2 separate regions of the Anser cygnoides genome follow, and region 1 is linked to region 2. Evidence: chromatin contacts called from public Hi-C data. All regions are on one chromosome and are shown on one strand. The core of a region is the stretch at or near the end of the contact, and the rest is flanking DNA. Distances in the headings are between cores, read along the strand shown. Region 1 holds the start of ROCK2 (Rho associated coiled-coil containing protein kinase 2). Region 2 holds the start of PDIA6 (protein disulfide isomerase family A member 6).

Region 1 (2,700 bases), core at 57-2,556, 360 kb after region 2:
GGGTTGAGATGTTTTAAATGGGGAAACGTAACTCCCTTCCCACTCCTTCCTGAGGGCACGGATTTCTCGCTAAAGGAAATTCAGTTTCACGCACTCACGCCGAAAAATGCGACTTGCCACAGGAGACGGGGCCAAAGGCAGGAAAACCAAGGGGACCCCGCGGGACCCCGGGGCCGACAGAGGCTCCGTGAGGCAGGTCCCCTTCCCCAGGGGCAGGTTTGGGCAGCGGGCGGCCGAGCCCGGCGCTGGCGGGCGGCGTTCCGGCGAGGTTTGGCAGCTCGCACAAAGCCAGGTACTCGCTCAGTTCACACACACGGCGCTCGGGAGGCGCGAAAGGGAAGGGTGGGAGCGATGCTGGAAGCAAAGCCGCCTCCCTCTGCGGCTCCGGGCTTTCCACAGGCGTCTCCGGGCTTCCCACAGGCGTCTCCCCCCAACGTTACCCCAACCTTTAGCTTGGTATTGAAGCACGGCGCCGTGCCCCCCACCCCCTGCCCTGCCCTCCTCGGGGCCCCACGTCCCCCTCGGGCCGGGAAGGAGCCTTCCCCGTCCCCGCTCAGCCTCCTGCGGGATGCCGGAGCTCTTCCCTTCCTTCCTCCCCGCCTGCCGAGGCGCTGCCTTTGTTCCCCCCCCCCCCCCCCCTTTCCCCCCGCCGCCATCCCCTCACCAGCAGGCTCTCCACGTTGACCGGCGAGCGCGGGTCGCGGATCATGGACTCCAGCTTCCTCTGGCGGCCCTCGAGCATCCCCGCCGCCGAGTCGGGGAGGGGGGCCGCCGACATCTTCGCCGCCTGCTGCTGCTGCTGCTGCTGCGGCTGCTGCTGGCTCATCCTGCCGGGGCTCGCCCAGCGGCGGCGGCGGGACGCCTCCCCTCTCGCTGCCGGGGAGGAGGAAGAGGAGGAGGAGGAGACGGCGAGGGGTCGCTCCGGGGCCTAGCGCGGCGCGGTTGGGCCGCCCCGCGGCCGCCCGGCCATGAAGGAAGCCGGGAGGGGAAGGGAAGGAAGGGAGAAGCGGGGCGAGCGGCTCCCTTCCTCCCGCCGCTCAGCGCCGGGGCTGCCTCCCCTGAGCCGCTCCCGCTCCCTCCGAGCCGCCCTCGCCGCTCAGTCCATGCTGAGGCGGCCGCCGCTGCCCCTTCTTCCCCTTCTTCCCCTGCCGCCGCGCCCGCCCCCGGCCCGGCCCCGTGAGGCGGCCTCCATTACCCACAAGGCTGCGCTGCCGGCGGCCGCCTTGCTGGGGGCTCGCTCCCCGGCCCTGACGGGGTGGGGGCTCGTCGTCGCTGTCTCTCGTCCCTCAGGGGGCTCCCAGCGAAGGGACCCCGGGCCCGGAGGCTGTGGGGACGCGGGGTGGGGTGGGGGGTCAGAGCTTTTCGTGGGTGTGAAGAGAAAAATGAGGGGAAAAAGAGCTGAGCTGAGGGGGTGAGGAGGAGGTGGGCTGCGGGGTGTGGTGGGGAAGGGGCACGTAGTCCCACAACTTGGAAAAAAAAATATGAAACCCTGAAGAATTAAAAGACTTTCGTGTGGATTCCGACTCTGTGTGCTTATTGGCGCGGCGCACGAACCTCCAGACAACAGGCAGAGCTCGTGTCTTGCAAAGGGGGAAAGGACCACGCTGTCCTGTTGGCTTGCTGATAGCTGGATGGCAGCGGGCTGATGTCAGAAAAACGGGCAAATGCTTCGGCTTGAAAGGAAGAGGAGATGGATTCAAAGAGAAGTCACTACGTGACTCACTCGCGTGGTTTGGAGTGAGATCACCCCGTGCCGCGTTCTGAGTCAGGACCCTGGAGGCCAGCAGCCCCCGGTTCCAGGGGGGTTCAGCTCTGGGTGTCTGGTAGCCCCAGCCTCAGCGCCAGGCTGCGCTGGGCAGTCGGCTGGGCCAAAGTCCCCGAATCGCATCTGTGCATGTCAAACTCACATTTCTTTCACTGAGATTCCTTCAGGAGTTTGGGTTTTCTGAAGGAATCAGTGAAAATACGTTTGGGAGATGTTCTTTTATTTATTTTGTAGGGCTACCTCATCCCCAAAACAGATCAGGACCCACTTCGCTGTAACATGCGCCCCAAAACCTCACAAAATTTGCTCGAGTGGTTTACGTGGAGACAAGATAAAAGATGTAGGTCCAAGGGATTCCACCAGGAATAGGATGTGGATGCTGGTAGCATTGTGAAGTTACATGAGCTAGCACTTCAGCCCTTAGAAACTCTAAATTACTTAAACATAATTTCTTCCCATATGGCCTACTTGTAAGTGAGTAGGCTAATTTCTTGTAAGCGGCAGAGCAGAAATGTGTATCTTTGCTTTTTTTTAAAGAGATTTAAATAGGTTGGGACAAAAGACCAAATGTGGGCAACATATTTCCAGTGATCAACCTGCTGGGTTTTGTTAATGTCAACAGGAATCTTTGGGGTGATTTCAGTGAGCTTTGAGTCAAGCACCAGATGATTTGAAGATATCAGTTTCCCATTGACTGTAGGCAAGCTGTGTCTCTTTCCTCCTTTTTTTAATCTATAACGTTTGTCAAAACTAATCTATACTTTATCTAGCTCATATGATTTATGGACATTATTTAGGGCAGCGTTTAAATGACCGTAACAAAGAAATTCTTAAATAAGCGTAACAGCCCTTTTTGCATACAAAAAAAAAAAGGTGCGATTGCAACTTCAAAAGTGAGTGTGTAGAAACAGTCCCTTCTTGAAATTCTTGCCCAA
Region 2 (2,700 bases), core at 23-2,522:
AGAATACACTCAGAGACCGAACAGAGCTCACCCAGCCATTTCTGTCAGTTCCCAGGCACTTCAAATAGAGAAGTTCTACCTCATGCAAAAAATACCCCAAAGAGAACTTACAGAAGATAGAGCATGGTGAAATTTACCTAGTCGCATACCACTGTGTTTTGATTTTTATTTTAACTATGACTCATGAACCAACAATGTAATTTCCCATTCTATTGTGAAACATGCACGGTTTAATTCATCTTTAGAAAGTAAAAGTATTATTTTCCTACAACCCTTTAAGCCAGGAAAATGCAAACCTCTGACTGCTTGGTTCTTACGGGGACAACTAGCCTCAGAAAATCTAATTTCAGAAGTTGCTCTCTAACGTAAGCAAACTACACAGCCAGGAGCATTGTGAAACCAATGAAGGCGGCTCCACAGTGCTATTACTCGTTCCCATTGAAAAGCCAAGTTCCAAGCCAGAGGAGCTGGGCAGGAAAGCTTTTGCTGGGGGGTGTCTTTGCAAACTCCCTCCTTAGGACACCCACACCTCCTGAGGCCCAAATTCACTCTAGTGGAGCAAGAGCCTCTCCTCACCCGCTCAGCATTACCTTCAGCTCTTGCATGTAGGGCTGCAGTGGGGACCACTGAGAGGATTTAGCGATTTATCCAGCCCAGCAACAGAGGGAGTGGGAGAGGAAGAGCAGCTCCCCTGCGACTCCCCCCTGTGGCTTCCATGTATTAATTTTCTACTGTCCTTATGGCACCGTATCCCAACTCAGGCCAACCAGGCAAGTTAGAAATAAAAAATCCAAAAATAAGATAACACGCTTACACGCACAAAAAAAAAAAAAAAAAGTTACTGGAAACGAGAGTGGCTTTTAAAAGTAGAATAAAATAATTAAAACACTCTTTTTTTTTTGCTGCTGCCTGGGCTCCTATCACGCCCCCAACCCCTCCCCGGACTCCCACCACCACCTGGAGCCCCCGTAATGGCGGCCGGAGCCCCCCTCAGACCGCCCGGGGCCCCCGAAATGGCGGCCGGGGGCTCCCCGAAATGGCGGCGGGGGGCGCACAAAATGGCGGCCCCCCCCCCCACTCCCCTCAGCGCCTTCCCGCCCGCCCCCGGCGCGCGGCTCCTACCCCACCAGAGGCGGCCCGCGGCGCGCGCCCCCATGGCTGCCCCCTGCTCCCTCCGCCGCCGCCACTCCTCACGGCAAGCCCCGCCCCCCCGCGCCTGTCCCCGCCGTGGCCGCCGCTCATTGGCGGAGCGGGCGCGGGCGCACTCGGCGCAGCCAATAGGGGGAGGCCGCGTCGGGAGGAGCTGGGGTGAGGGGGGGAGGCGAGGCTGGGCTGAGGGGAAATGTCCGCTCAGCGCCCTGTGGTGGGGCAGCCTCTCCTTTACAGAGCTGGGAGAGTGGGCGTGGGTCTTGGCATGGGTTAGAGCCCACGCGAGGCTCTAAGGCAGCAGCTTTTGTCCCCTTTGTAGAGCCTCGCGGTGAGGCTAAATCTCACGAATCAGAGAATATTAGGGATTGGAAGGGACCTTGAAAGATCATCTAGTCCAGTCCCCGAATGGGGAGCCCAAGTGGCTTTGCTGCAAAAAGCAGATTCAACAAAATGTTCTCTGCAAGCCGCAAGCTTGTGTGTAAAAGTAGAAATTCATCTAGCTCTACCTGCAGGCAATATTCAACACTTAAGTTGTACCAGGGGAGGTTTAGGTTGGAAATTAGGAGTCATTTCAGAAAGAGCAGTCAGGCACTGGAAGGGGTTGCCCAGGGAGGTGGTGGCGTCTCCGTCCCTGGGGTATTCAAGGAAAAGTTGGACGTTGTGCTTAGGGACATGATTTAGTGGGTGACATTGGTGGTAGGGTGATGGTTGGAGCAGATGATCTTGGAGGTCTTTTCCAGCCTTAATGATTCTAAAGCTGATGAAAATAAACAGCTGATTAATGATATAGTAGTAATTCTGTTTATTATAGTAAGTAGGTTGATATTAATTCGTTACGATGACAAGAATCACAGTGATTAGTCTACTGCATGTTCAAGTTGCTAAATCTTGGCATAAATCGGGCAGCTTTAAAAATTAAAGTTTCATTCGTCAACGTACGTGGTTAGTAAGGATCTCTCAACCTCAAGGGGTAATTTTGAGAGGCATCCCTGCCCAAGGGGAGATCACTGCAGCCCACTGCTTCAGCAGGGAGACTTCAAATTAGGCTTTCTTTCACTGGCATATTTACACGGTAAAATGTTTGGCTTGTAGTCAAACTTATATTCCTCTTGACCTCATGCAATTCATTATTTCCCCATCAGGGATTTCAATGGTCACTTACTCTAGGGCTGTGCCCCCCTTTGTTTGTGGTCATGGCTATGAGCATTCACCAGGTGCTCTGTTATTAATGAGCTATCCAGGTTAAGGAACAGTCACACAGAGGCCTACTGTGTTTCATAACCTAAGCAAGATTTATGTCAAGTGCAGACATTGAGCGTATCCATCACAATCTGCTGTAGGCCAACAGAAAGAAAAGCAGGGAAGGAGAAGGCTGGTTCTTGCTGACAAGAGCACTGTTTTAGCCTGCATAGCCTGTCTGCATCCAACAGAGACATGAAAAATTTAAGTCCAGCAGCATGATATTAATATAGCTAGTTTGTATGAAAAATCAGCATCCCAGTTCAGAAGCTCTGGAAACAACTGACTGACAAAGCTGAATGTTTTTTCCCT

Evidence for each region. Hi-C and Micro-C count contacts between places; a contact is called where the count stands out from the background.
Region 1: a contact with region 2 is called in a Hi-C map of granulosa cells, with 2.0 times the contacts expected there. The contact joins the promoter of ROCK2 here to the promoter of PDIA6 in region 2. A contact is called at or near these places in 3 of 7 Hi-C or Micro-C datasets (granulosa cells and liver).

Annotation. Positions count from the first base shown.
Region 1 is chr3:107,735,044-107,737,743 of Taihu_goose_T2T_genome, forward strand. ROCK2 (Rho associated coiled-coil containing protein kinase 2) reads right to left here and starts at 1,307. Exons shown (of 34, transcript XM_066994934.1): 1 at 665-1,307. The coding sequence starts at 826.
Region 2 is chr3:107,371,497-107,374,196 of Taihu_goose_T2T_genome, forward strand. PDIA6 (protein disulfide isomerase family A member 6) reads right to left here and starts at 1,273. Exons shown (of 13, transcript XM_066994932.1): 1 at 1,123-1,273. The coding sequence starts at 1,156.